Linked DNA regions of Rattus norvegicus: region 1 is linked to region 2. A link is a contact called in public Hi-C data. All regions are on one chromosome and are shown on one strand. Each heading gives the region's core, a stretch centred on a gene start, on an enhancer-like site or on the middle of the called end of the contact. The rest is flanking DNA. Distances are from core to core; before and after follow the strand shown. Region 1 has its middle 310 kb from the start of Rpl32l3. Region 2 has its middle 290 kb from the start of Plpp3.

Region 1 (5,835 bases), core at 1,110-3,609, 120 kb after region 2:
CAAGATGCCCAAGGTATTAAAAAGCATGCCAGACACATCCCTTAAATTTTAATCTTGGCAGCTAGTTCATATCTGTCTTCCCCTATCCAGGATATCCCTCTTTATTGTCCTTTCCAAATCAGGGAACTCTTAAAATATGCAGTTGGCTCAACACCGAGCAGGCCGCTTCCTTTCTTTTTGATAAATATTCCAGATTTTGAAAGAACACCTCTAAGAACCTATTTTACAATGAGATTTATTTAAGAAAGGATGTCTATAAAAAGTAAATGTTTTTAATGTCCCTTGGATGACACAGGAGCCTATGTTCTTTTGAAAAGCCTTGGTAAACACAGACCCTGGGAAATATCTTAAATACAACGGTTACAGGTACTTCAAGTGGCATCAGAAACAGGTGAAGGGTTCACTTGCTATATTACCTCCCTCACACCAGAGGGCACTGTGAAAATTGTAATTATTTCTTCTTCATAGGGACTAAAGGTCATGGGATTAGTGGTCTTCTCCCACAAGGATGTGATAGTGTATCAACATCCACACACTGTCTAACATCTGTTGCAAACCATGTATTTCTATTACAGCAGGAAACAGCTATACATTCTATACACTGACATGATCTTGTTTTAATAAAACTTTATTTATAGACACTAATAAGAATTGTACACAATTTTTCATGTGTCACAAACAGAAGTTACTTTTAACAATTATAATTATAAAAATTGTTCTCTGCTTACAGGCTTTGAAAAACAAGCAGGCCAGGGGAATCGGTGAGATACAGTGTACTGATTCCAGGACCAGTTAATAAATAAGATTAATAGTAACAGAATGCCAATGTACTATTATGTGGTAAGCACTATATCCTTTTTACAACCTAATTTTCAAGTAAAGTGATAAACAAAGATGTAGAAGGTTCATTTGGTCAGTGGTGCAAACTAGTAAATACACGAGCTTAGAATCGATGACCTAATCTGCCAGTGTTAGGCCCTGGGTCTCTGGGCAATGGCCTAGTCTTTTCATCAAAAGCATGCAGTTTCAGACTACTTCCTTATTTAAAGACTCATGGTTAAGATCTTCAGGCTTGAGGACTGGGCAGATGACACAGTGGGTAGATATTTGTTATACAAAGCCTGATGTCTGGGTTTGATTTCTAGAATTCACATGAGAGAAGTTGAGAATTGACTCCCACGATTTATTCTCTGACCTCCATTTGCTTACCATGGCAAGTCCACACACGCACACTCGAATACACACACACACACACACACACACACACACACAGTAATAATGAATATAAATTAAGATAATAATAATAAGAAAGACCTTCAGGCTTGAAGGAGGACATTGTGCTAAGAATTAAGAGACTTGAGTCTCAGCCTCGCCCGTGTCAACAATTCTGTTCTAAAGCAGCACTAGTGCTCATATTGAGAAACCCAGACTCAGTGGACCAGAATGGATCATTCCACTCCTAGGAATCTGAGCTTTTACAATTGTTTTTCAGAAATTTATCTAAAATTCAAGTGACTTCTTGTTTCTGAATCACACGTTCCTCCTCCGTGAAACAAAAAGACTAAACAGTGTAACCCTAAGGATTCTTTTGGCTTTAAAAGTATCGAGCCTGTGATTAACAAGGGAGTATTGAAAATAAATGCCATGGTCTTAAATCCGAGATAATGTAAGTCATTTTGCATTTTTGTCTGATTAAAACCAGTACTGAGTAAGTCCTCAATCCCCACAGGGGAAGCTTGCAAACTTGAAGCCTGTCGTGAGCTGAACCCAGTCTACAGATTCTTTAATTTATTGTTATTATTATTTTTTTGGCCAATACTATATGTTAAAATTTTGTGAATTAGGGGGCCAACAAAAAATGGAGTATATCCAGCAAATATACAGACTTTCAACTTGCTTTTTTTTTTTTTTTTTTTTTTTTTTTTTTAAGCCAGAAGACCTATCAACTCTGGTCTTCATTTTGCATGGCAGCAGCTAGGTCAAGCTAAGAAAAGCTGTCTTCTGAATGAATTCCCAGCTCAACAGAGTTCTTGCCTCACAGGTTTGGATCTTACCTGACCACTTTTCATTTGCTTGCTTCACCTAGCTGAATGAGCCCTCTAGTGAGATTTACTATTTTATATTCTACAATCACCAGTGAGCACATGGACTACCCAGAAATGCACACCCTGAACACTTAGGGTTGTGCAATCTCAGAATAAATTCAATGACGTTAAGTGTGTGAGCTGAGTCCAAGCAATCAAGGGGAGGTCAGAGTAGAGAGAAAGAGAAGCCTTTTCGCTGCCTGTGAAACAAACTGAAGAGATTTAGTGGACAGTGTGAGGCAATGATGTTCTGTGTCTGCCAACTAGCAAATGTGGTCCCCAGCTAGCTTATTAGGAATGCAGTGACCTGAGGGACACTGGCCAGTCCTGTTCTCATTGATGTACACATACATCTGAGTCATCATGCTCATTTCCCAGAACAACATTTCATGTGCTGTTTTAACGAGGATTTGGACAATAGATTTGTGAGATGACTTGGGATAGCTTCCCAATCAGTGATATTCCAAATCTGAAGCCATTGACTCTGGAGAACAGATGACTTCGGAGGTAAGGAGGGGAAGGAAGGGTTTCCCCCCAAATATGGGCAGCACTGTCTTGAGGCAAAACAGATAAGTATCATGCCTTGCCACCTATTCTCAGGCTTGCCTTGAGCTCACTGTGTAGCCTGATTCCTACTGCAATTCTTCAACCTCTCAGCATTGGAATATTAGGTGTATGCCACTATACCTCCTTGGCTTCAGTCTCTCCTGTGATATTCATCCTTCTCTTAATAAGGGGCTTTGGTTTTTAATATTTACTGCTTATCCAAGAAATACTTTCTGTGAAGGACAATTAATCTGGGGAAAAACTGTTAACTATGTCAAACCAATGAGTTCAGAGTTCCTGTACTTGGGTGGGTGCAGAGGATGAGAACCTCACTGATTAGTGCTTTCTTGACCCTCGACCCAAGGCCATAGCACTCTTAGACTCAGAAGACCAAATTGTACGAAAGGCATGGCTCCCAAAGTCTCCGTTACAGGAAATAGGTGATGTAACTTTTGAGTGTGAGCAAGTGAGTATCAGAGAGGGTAGCACTGTACAGCACAAACCACAACCTGTGGTTTTTTTTCCGTCCTCTTTCCAGCAGCCTAAACCAGAGAGCACTGTCCACAGCACACAACTGTTTAGCTCCCCATGTGGGCAGGCATTCTCGCTAGAACAACCTACCTTGAGCTGCTTCCCACTCTTCTCTGCCTCACTTTCTCTTCTTCTCAGTTTTGCAATCCCAGGACTGGGCCTTCTCCATAAAGCGCAAACCTTGAGTCCTTGCTTTGGACTCTGTTTCTAGGGGATTTGACTAAGAAAACAGAAGATGAGAAGTTTGGACTGTTGCCTGGGTGTGTCTTACTGGTTAGAAAACTGGATCTTCTATGGAGGTCAACATTCTAAGTGAGATGTTCAGCTCCATTGTATTCTTTAAGAGTCACCATATGTGCACATTTAGGCCCAGCTCTTCCCTTTGCTACTATGAACTCCTGCTGGCTATTTACCTCCTCAGAGTGGTACTCTCTCATTCATAGATAATGAGGGTGCCACCCATCTGCTATGGTTATTATAAACACAAGGAAGATATTGTATGTAAATGTACGATTTTAGGCTAGGTACCTTCCTATTGCAGGAGGCTGACTTGTGGATGATGTTATGTTCAGCAGCATCTCTGTCCTCTTCCACACAGCGGTGACAACTAAAACTAGCGACGCACTTTCCACATATCTGTGGGAGGCACAGTCTCCTCACATTGAGAGAAATTAACTTGTTCTTGGCTGACAGCTGGTGCCAGATGCTAAATATGTAAGTGAGGCCATCTGAGACCAGCAGTCAGTCAGTTCCCTGGCAGAATTACACTGTGTTCAAATTCATTCTGCCTTCCTGCTGTCCTTGCCATGTTCCTTCTTCCACTTCGGGTGGATCCATTGCTTCTCCAGTTACTTTTCCATGCCTCCCTCTTATTGTATCAATGCCATTACCCTATTTCTTGCCTCTCTTAAGAGCTCCTCCTCCTCTCTCATGATCCCCTATCTGAGACCATGACCTAAACCCCACATTATAAATATATACACATAAATACATACATACATATGTCTATAAATTATATAAATGTAAAGATACACGTGTGTGTGCATTAAATATTTAAGTCTAGGCTCTACCTAATCAGAAAAAGAGATGAAGCATTTGTCTTTTTGAGCCTGGCTTATTTCATTTAACACTGTAATTTCTAGTTCTGGTCATTTTCCTGCAAATCTCATGATTTCTGTTTTCGTTTTGGCTGCATAAAATTCCACTGCATATACATATCACATTTTCTTTACCATTACTCTGTTCACTGATATTTCAGTTGGCTCTAGGAACAGTACAACAAACACAGATGTGCATGTACATTTGTGGTATGCACCTGTCAAGTCCTTCAAGTATATACCCAAAAGTCGTGTGGCTGGGTCACGTGATAATTCTGCTTTTAGTTTTTTAATGAATTACCATTCTGATTTCTACAGTGACCACACAGCTTTCTATCCCCAAGTGTGATGAGCATGAGTTCTTCTTTCTCCACATCCTGACCAGTGTTTGTTGTCTATTTTTTTTCCTCTTGTGATAGCCATTCTGAGAGGAAGAACTGGAGTCTCAAAGCACTTTTAATTGAATTTCTTTGGTGTCCAAGGATGATGAACACTTTTTAAAGAACTTATTTATTATTGCATTTCTTCTTTGGAGAACTGTCTATTTAGTTCATTAGTTATAAGATGGTTTGGGTTTTTGGAGTTCAATTTATGCAGCTCTTTATGTAACCGAGATATTAATAATCCTGTCTGGTGTGTAGTTGGCCAAGACCTTTTTCCCACTCTGTCAGATGGCTGCTGATTGTTTCCTTTGCTGAGAACTGACAAATGGGACCTTTGAGTCTCACGTAGTCTCACTTGTCAGTTCTCAGCATTATTTCCTGAGGAAGCGCTGATTTTGGAGAAATCTTCTCATACACCCCAGGAACCATTTCCTTTGGAAAGCGAAGAGCCTTTTAGAAAGCCGGACGAGGATCTTAGAGTCAAGGCTGAGCAAAGAGCTGAGAGAAAACACGAAGGCCTTGGGCGAGGGAAGAGTTGGCCTGCAGTCAGTGAATATTTATTTTCCTTAGGGTTGGAATTCTGATGAGTGACCATTTGGATTTTAGCATTACTCAATCTGTGACCCACATTCCCTATTATTTCATTATGAGTAGGATAATGTTTTGTAGATGAGTTTTCTTTATCCAAATGTTGAATGAAGATTAAAGGTTGCTGGTCAAGAGTTTCTCTCCTGAAAACCCTACTTAAGGAACTTCATACCCATTGAGACCTGAGACAGCCTGTACATTCTAGACTTTTGAGTTTGGCACTGTCATTTCTGAGGTACCAGCAATCAAACTGGTTCCCCAAAACCCATTAAAGTCCCCTTCCAACCATATATCTGGCCTGGGTAATCCATGGATATTACAAAATAACTATGTATGTATGAACTAAGGTCACAAAGAGATGCTTGAGATGTTCCCTTGCTAGTTATAGTCCTTATTCTGAGGAAATTCAGCATGTACAAAGAAAAAACCACACAGCTTTACTGGGAGGTGTGTGAATTGAGGACCATAGCTTCTGGACCATACTCATAGATAATAAAATCAATTTGAATGTAGACCTTCCAGCAGCATTCAAATCTACAGATGGCCACACTTTGGATATTTTGTATAACATCACCAGAGACTCTGAGACAAGGACTTCTAACTGAC
Region 2 (6,091 bases), core at 2,306-4,805:
TCGAGTTTCCTTGCCCCTGAACTGAAACTCGGCTGATCAAATTAGTACCTGCTCTCCATATCCATGATGCATTTCTAGTCTCATCTGGTCTCACTAGCATGCCAATATAACATCTTGAGTGGGTGTCAAAGAAATGACCTTTCATCTGGCATGGTTCTCACTAACGCTAGTCAGGTACTTATTAAACAATTAAAATGTAAATGGCTTATGCCTAAGTGTTTGACTTATTTAATCTTCGCTCCAAAGCCATGCGATGAGTACTTTTATTATTCTCGTGACACTGTTGGGAAAGCTGCTCAACTACTAAGTTTAACAACTTTCTCTCTCAAGACCGCATCGACAGCAAATGATGAAGCTGGATGCTAACCATGGGTTAGGCCCAGGACCTACTCATAATTAGGAAGCGGTGCTTTTGAAATGAAACCCACCAGCTCCAAATTGTAGCAGCAAAAGAAATCAGGAACATCGGATGTTTCCAATCTAAGCTCTCGGCCTTTTTTCCTTCAGCGCTGATTTCCTCAACTCTGTTTCGACCTGTGTTTCACTGTTGAAGAGAAACTCTTAAATGGTGTTTTCAGACTTGCCGTATTCATCTGATAAACTTGGAGGCCCACTGTATTTAAATGGATGTTAAACAGGAGGAAGGTCTAGTGAGGAAACTGGGGCATTCCCGTCTGAATGTATGCTTCGTGTTTTTGAGACTCAGAATACATTCTAACGTGAACCTTTGGATTACCAATCTTCTTTGGCTTCAGTGAATGAACTAGGGCTGGTGACTTAGTGTCGAGTGCATGGATGATTTGGGCTACTTCTGCTCTAAGTTTCACATACAGGAAGTTAGGGAAAAAATCTGTTTGAGACATTGAACACAGACCTTCTCTGGGCCTGCAGGATTCTTGCTCCAAAGTATAGAGGGAGAATATTTATTCAAATCAAGTCAAGGTAGTATGGGGTAAATGGTAATGAGACTGTGCAGTGTAGCCAGACAGTAGATAAATAAGAGGGAGGACCTGAGTTATTCTGATTAGGGGAAGTAGATGAAGGAAAAAGTCCATCAGGTGTGAGCGTGGGACAAGGCAGACAATGCTGCAGGAAGCTGATGCATGCGAGGGAAATAGAAATCAAAGTCATGTTTTTTGTGACACTCAGGTGGATTCCCAAAAGGGTTGTAGTTGTTGAAAGCCAGCCTGCACCAAGATGACTATTCACTCCCCTTCTGTCTCATCTCAGATCTACTGGAGCAGGGTCTGTTGTGCTTTGTAAAATAGCAGTGTGAAGGGGACCTGACCAATCACGCTATGCTACAGGCCTAATGCAAAAGGAAGTTTATTTTGGACCTGGAGAAGGGAGTAGAGGTAGAGAAGGATGGGGACAGAGAAGGATTGAAACAGAGGGGAAGATGCCAGTCAGGGACATGTGAGAAGAGAGAGAGAGAGAGAGAGAGAGAGAGAGAGAGAGAGAGAGAGAGAGAGAGAGAGAACAAACAGTCCTTTTACAGTAGGCCAGGCTCCTGCCTACCTGAGTGTTGTTAAGAAACTGTTGGGCCTTGAGGAAATGGTAACAATGTCTCCTCGTTAGCAAGATCATCTGGTAATATTGGGGAGCACTTTAAAATCTGAGGTGTATGGGTCTAAGGAGAATTAGCTTCCACTAGGCACGCATTAGTCAGAGAGTAAAAGTAGATCAGGATGAGCATGGCAGCTCCACGTCTCTTTTCCCTCTTCTGTGGTGTACCCTGAGGTATAATATCTGACTGGAAACTTCCCAGAAGTCAGACCCTCTGAAGGGCTGGAAATGATGAAGACGGGTGCTCTTTGTAGGCCTTCATGAAGAGTATCACCACAACATACACTTAACCACAACGAGACCATGGGCTTCTCTTCTTCCTCACAATGACCTCACACACAGTCACTTCCAAAACAAACTACAAGCACTTTCATCCTTGACTCAGACTGCTGTCCAGAATATGAATTCTAAACCAACTGTCAAATACGCCACTGAGTGTAATTTGGGTAAGTGGCATCATCCTACTTTATAGACTCTAGACTAATGACATGTGAGCGTTGTCCATGACCGTGCAATTAGCAAATGCAGGAGCTGAATCGTGATCCTAAGTATATTGACTTCAAATCCATGCAGTTCATTACTCAATAGTCAACTGAGGTTTATGGACCATTGGCTAAGATGCTGGCTTCCCTAGTCAATCCTCTCAACTCCCCTAGAGACACTGGGATTATCACCCTTTAGTTTGAGATGCAAAGCCAAGGCTCAGAAACCTGCTGACTTTTCATAAGATCATCCATCAAGTAGATGGTAGACTTGGACTGGTCTGTGTTCTGCATCATTGCATGAAAGTTAACAACCCACTGGAATGCCTAATTTCTGTGCAAGGACGGACTCTCTATTAGGGAAACTTGCTCTAGGCCATGGTTGACTACATAATCTGAGAGCCCCAGAAGCTGAGAGTACTCTGGACAAACGTTTCAAAGCAGATATTAAACTAGCTTCTCACTGATATCCTCTCCATTTGCTGAAAAGCTTCTTATGAAATTCTTCATGAGAAAGCTTGAAACAGGCTCAAATTAACCTCACTTTCATCCCCAGATGCTAAAAGGATAAGCAAGTGGCATTTTTAAAGTATAACCAATCAGTTCCATAGAACATGCTGAGTAGGATGTTGTCATTACAAGTGGAGTGGAATACTCTGCTCATCCCAGTCACTGTTAACTTCTCTGTGGGATAAGCTACGGGATTATAGGAGAGTGAAAGAGAGAGAGAGAGAGAGAGAGAGAGAGAGAGAGAGAGAGAGAGAGAGAGAGAGGAAGAAGAGGAGGAGGAGGAGAAGGAAGGAAGGAAAGAAAGAAAAGAGAAGAAAAGAAAGAAAGAAGGAAGGAAAGAAAGAAGGAAAGAAGGAAAAGGAAAAGAAATTGTAGAAATCATTGGCTTCTCCTTTACATCTTTTCTTTATGATACATCATTTGTGGGGAGAAATGCAGGAAAACAAAACAAAACAAAATCTCCCTCCCAGCTGAGGAGCTTTGAAGAGCCACAAAGCTTGAAGTACATCCTGGAATAAGAGTAAAAGAATTGAAAAATGGCTGTAAATTGGGGAAGTGACCTTGAGGTAGAACCAGCATACCTTTTTGAAGTCGAAACCTGTTGTCAGGATTCATTGCAGTCAGTGGGGATAGTGAAAATGATGCCACAGAAAACCGAAGGAGACTGCATGAGCGTTAACCTTACTAGCTGGACCACAAACAGGCTGCTTCTGATGCAGGTTGATGTGGAAGCACGTATACAACTTTATATGAGGTTTTCTTCCCTTCTGTTCCTGTAGTGAGCCTCGCTGCCCTGCCATTGTACCAGCTCCCTTATTTCCCTTGCCTCCAGTGTGCGCTCTTAAACCTGACCATGGCATAAAACCCATTAACATTCCTCCGGGATGAGATCCAGTGCCTGAGTATCTCATAAAAGGCTCTCATTATTGCTCCTGCTTTGCTTTGCAGGCCGGCTGGCGTTTGGTTTGCTTTCTATTCTACAAGTCTGTATAGCTTAAGAGAGCCAGGCAGCAATAACAAACACAGAAGCATAGTGGCTTGCAGGGAGTGGGGTGGGGGTGGGGTGAAGGCAGCTCGGCTTTTGCATCTTGCTTTGCTGTATGTTCCCTGTGTTGGCTGGAGTCTCTGTCACTCACAAGCCAAAAGCTCTGGGACTTCTGCCACTTCATTTGTGCTGTTCAGCTTAGTAACTGCAGCCACATGTGGCCACTGAAAAGTTAAAGTGGCTCTGTCCCAAGCTGTATCTATGAGCATAAAATACACTCTTGGAGCACAGCATAGAGCTAATCAAAAGGACAATTTCAAAAACATCTCATTAATTCCTATTGATGACATACTGAGATATTATAAATATACCATGCCAATATGTTTTATATGCAGTAATAAATATCAATTTGCCCCATCCACTTGCCTTTTATTTTAATATGCCTACTAGAAAATTAGACGTATGCTTGCCTTTGATCTCCACAGGACAGCACTTGTTTGTAGTGTGTCTGGTCACAGAAGGTGGGCACTGGTTTTGAAATTCTCCCTTGCAAGAATGGCAGCAGTCACTTCTCATTGCTCAGGGTCTTATTTAACTTTGGAGATGTAGGGCGGTCCTTGAGAGGACAGTATTGGTGACCAGCTCCAGTGATGACTTTCTGGGGTCCTAGTGATTCTCTGAATCAGGCACAAGGATGTTGACAGGCAATTCCATAGGCAATTTACCTTAGAAAGATACTTTCATCCCACACCCTATGTGGCCAAGCCTATTCTTCCTACTTGAGACTGCATAAATGTAACCTTTATTAGGAATTTTCTCAGAATCCCACTCACCCAGCCAACATGCAGGGTATGGATCCAATTAGACTATTCTCTTGGGCTGTTGTGACCTTGGGCCTCTCATGCATGTCCTCAGTGAAGTATCCTTACATATGTCCACAACAGTTTCCCACCTCAGCTCTTGTGCTATCCCCTAAGAACTTCTCATACTTCCTGGCTTGGTAGCATTCAGTAAGGGTTTTATACCATTTGACAATGGACTATATAGGCCCTTACTGTGTTCGTTTCTATGTCCTGATGAATCTCCTGACTCAAGAAAGTAGGCGCTAATGTTCTCTCCATTTAGTTTGATATTGGTTTGCTATATATTGCTTTTACTATGTTTAGGTATGGGCCTTGAATTCCTGATCTTTCCAAGACTTTTATAATGAAGGGGTGTTGAATTTTGTCAAATGCTTTCTCAGCATCTAATGAGATGATCATGTGTTTTTTTTCTTTGAGTTTGTTTATATAGTGGATTACATTGATGGATTTTTGTATATTGAACCATCTCTGCATTCATGGGATGAGGCTTACTTGATCATGATGGATGGTCCATTTTGATGTGTTCTTGGATTTGGTTTGCGAGCATTTTATTGAGTATTTTTGCATTGATATTCATAAGGATTGCAAGCTGGTACAACTACTGTGGAAAGCAGACTGGTGGTTCCTCAGAAAATTGGATATGGTACTACCTGCGGACTGAGCTATACCACCCCTGGGCATATACCCAAAAGATGTTCCAACACATAAAAAGGACACATGCTCCACTATGTTCATAGCAGCCTTATTTATAATAGCCAGAAGCTGGATAGAACCCAGATGTCCTTCTGGAATGGATACAGAAAATGTGGTACATTTACACAATGGAGTACTACTCAGCTATTAAAAACAATGACTTCATGAAATTCTTAGGCAAATGGATGGAACTAGAAATATATTATCCTGAGTGAGGTAACTCAATCACAGAACAACGCACATGGTATGCACTCACTGATAAGTGGATATTAGCCCAAAAGCTTGGAATACCCAAGATACAATTCACAGACCAGATGAAGCTCAAGAAGAAGAAAGACCAAAGTGCAGATGCTTCAGTCCTTCTTAGAAGGAGGAACAAAATATTCATAGAAGGAAATACAGAGACAAAGTATGGAGCAGAGACTGAAGGAAAGGCCACCCAGAGACTGCCCCACCTGGGGATCCGTCCAAACCCAGGTCACTATTACTGATGCCAAGAGTGCTTGCTGACAGGAGCCTGATATGGATGTCTCCTGAGAGACTCTGCCAGAGTCTTATTGATACAGATGAGGATGCTTGCAGCTAACCATTGGACTGAGCTCGGGACCCCAGTGGAGGAGTTAGTGGAAGGATTGAAGGAGCTGAAGGGTTTGCAACACCATAGGAAGAACAACAATATTAACCAACCAGACCTGCCCAGAGCTCCCAGGGACTAAACCACCAACCAAAGAATACACATGGGAGGACCCATGGCTCCAGCCACATATGTAGTAGAGGATGGCCTTGTTGGGCATCAAAGGAAGGAGAAGCCCTTGGTCCTGTGAGGGCTTGATGCTCTAGTGTAGGAGAATACCAGTGTGGGAAGGCAGGAGGGAGTGGTTGGGTAGGTGGGTGGGGAAGCACTCTCATAGAAGCAGGGGGAAGGGGGATGGGATGGGGGTTTCCTGAAGGGAAACCAGGAAAAGGTTTCATTTGAAATGTAAATAAGAAAA

What was found. Hi-C and Micro-C count contacts between places; a contact is called where the count stands out from the background.
Region 1: a Hi-C map of the A7r5 cell line shows a contact between it and region 2, with 3 times the contacts expected there. The contact joins two enhancer-like sites. A contact is called at or near these places in 2 of 12 Hi-C or Micro-C datasets (the A7r5 cell line and psoas muscle).

The regions. Positions count from the first base shown.
Region 1 is chr5:125,558,077-125,563,911 of GRCr8, forward strand. No RefSeq gene overlaps it. Among named protein-coding and RNA genes, the nearest start is that of Rpl32l3, 310 kb to the right of the region's middle. Within about 2 kb of position 2,360, at least 9 of the 93 cell types and tissues checked have an H3K27ac peak or open chromatin away from gene starts, as enhancers often do.
Region 2 is chr5:125,439,981-125,446,071 of GRCr8, forward strand. No RefSeq gene overlaps it. Among named protein-coding and RNA genes, the nearest start is that of Plpp3, 290 kb to the left of the region's middle. Within about 2 kb of position 3,556, at least 34 of the 93 cell types and tissues checked have an H3K27ac peak or open chromatin away from gene starts, as enhancers often do.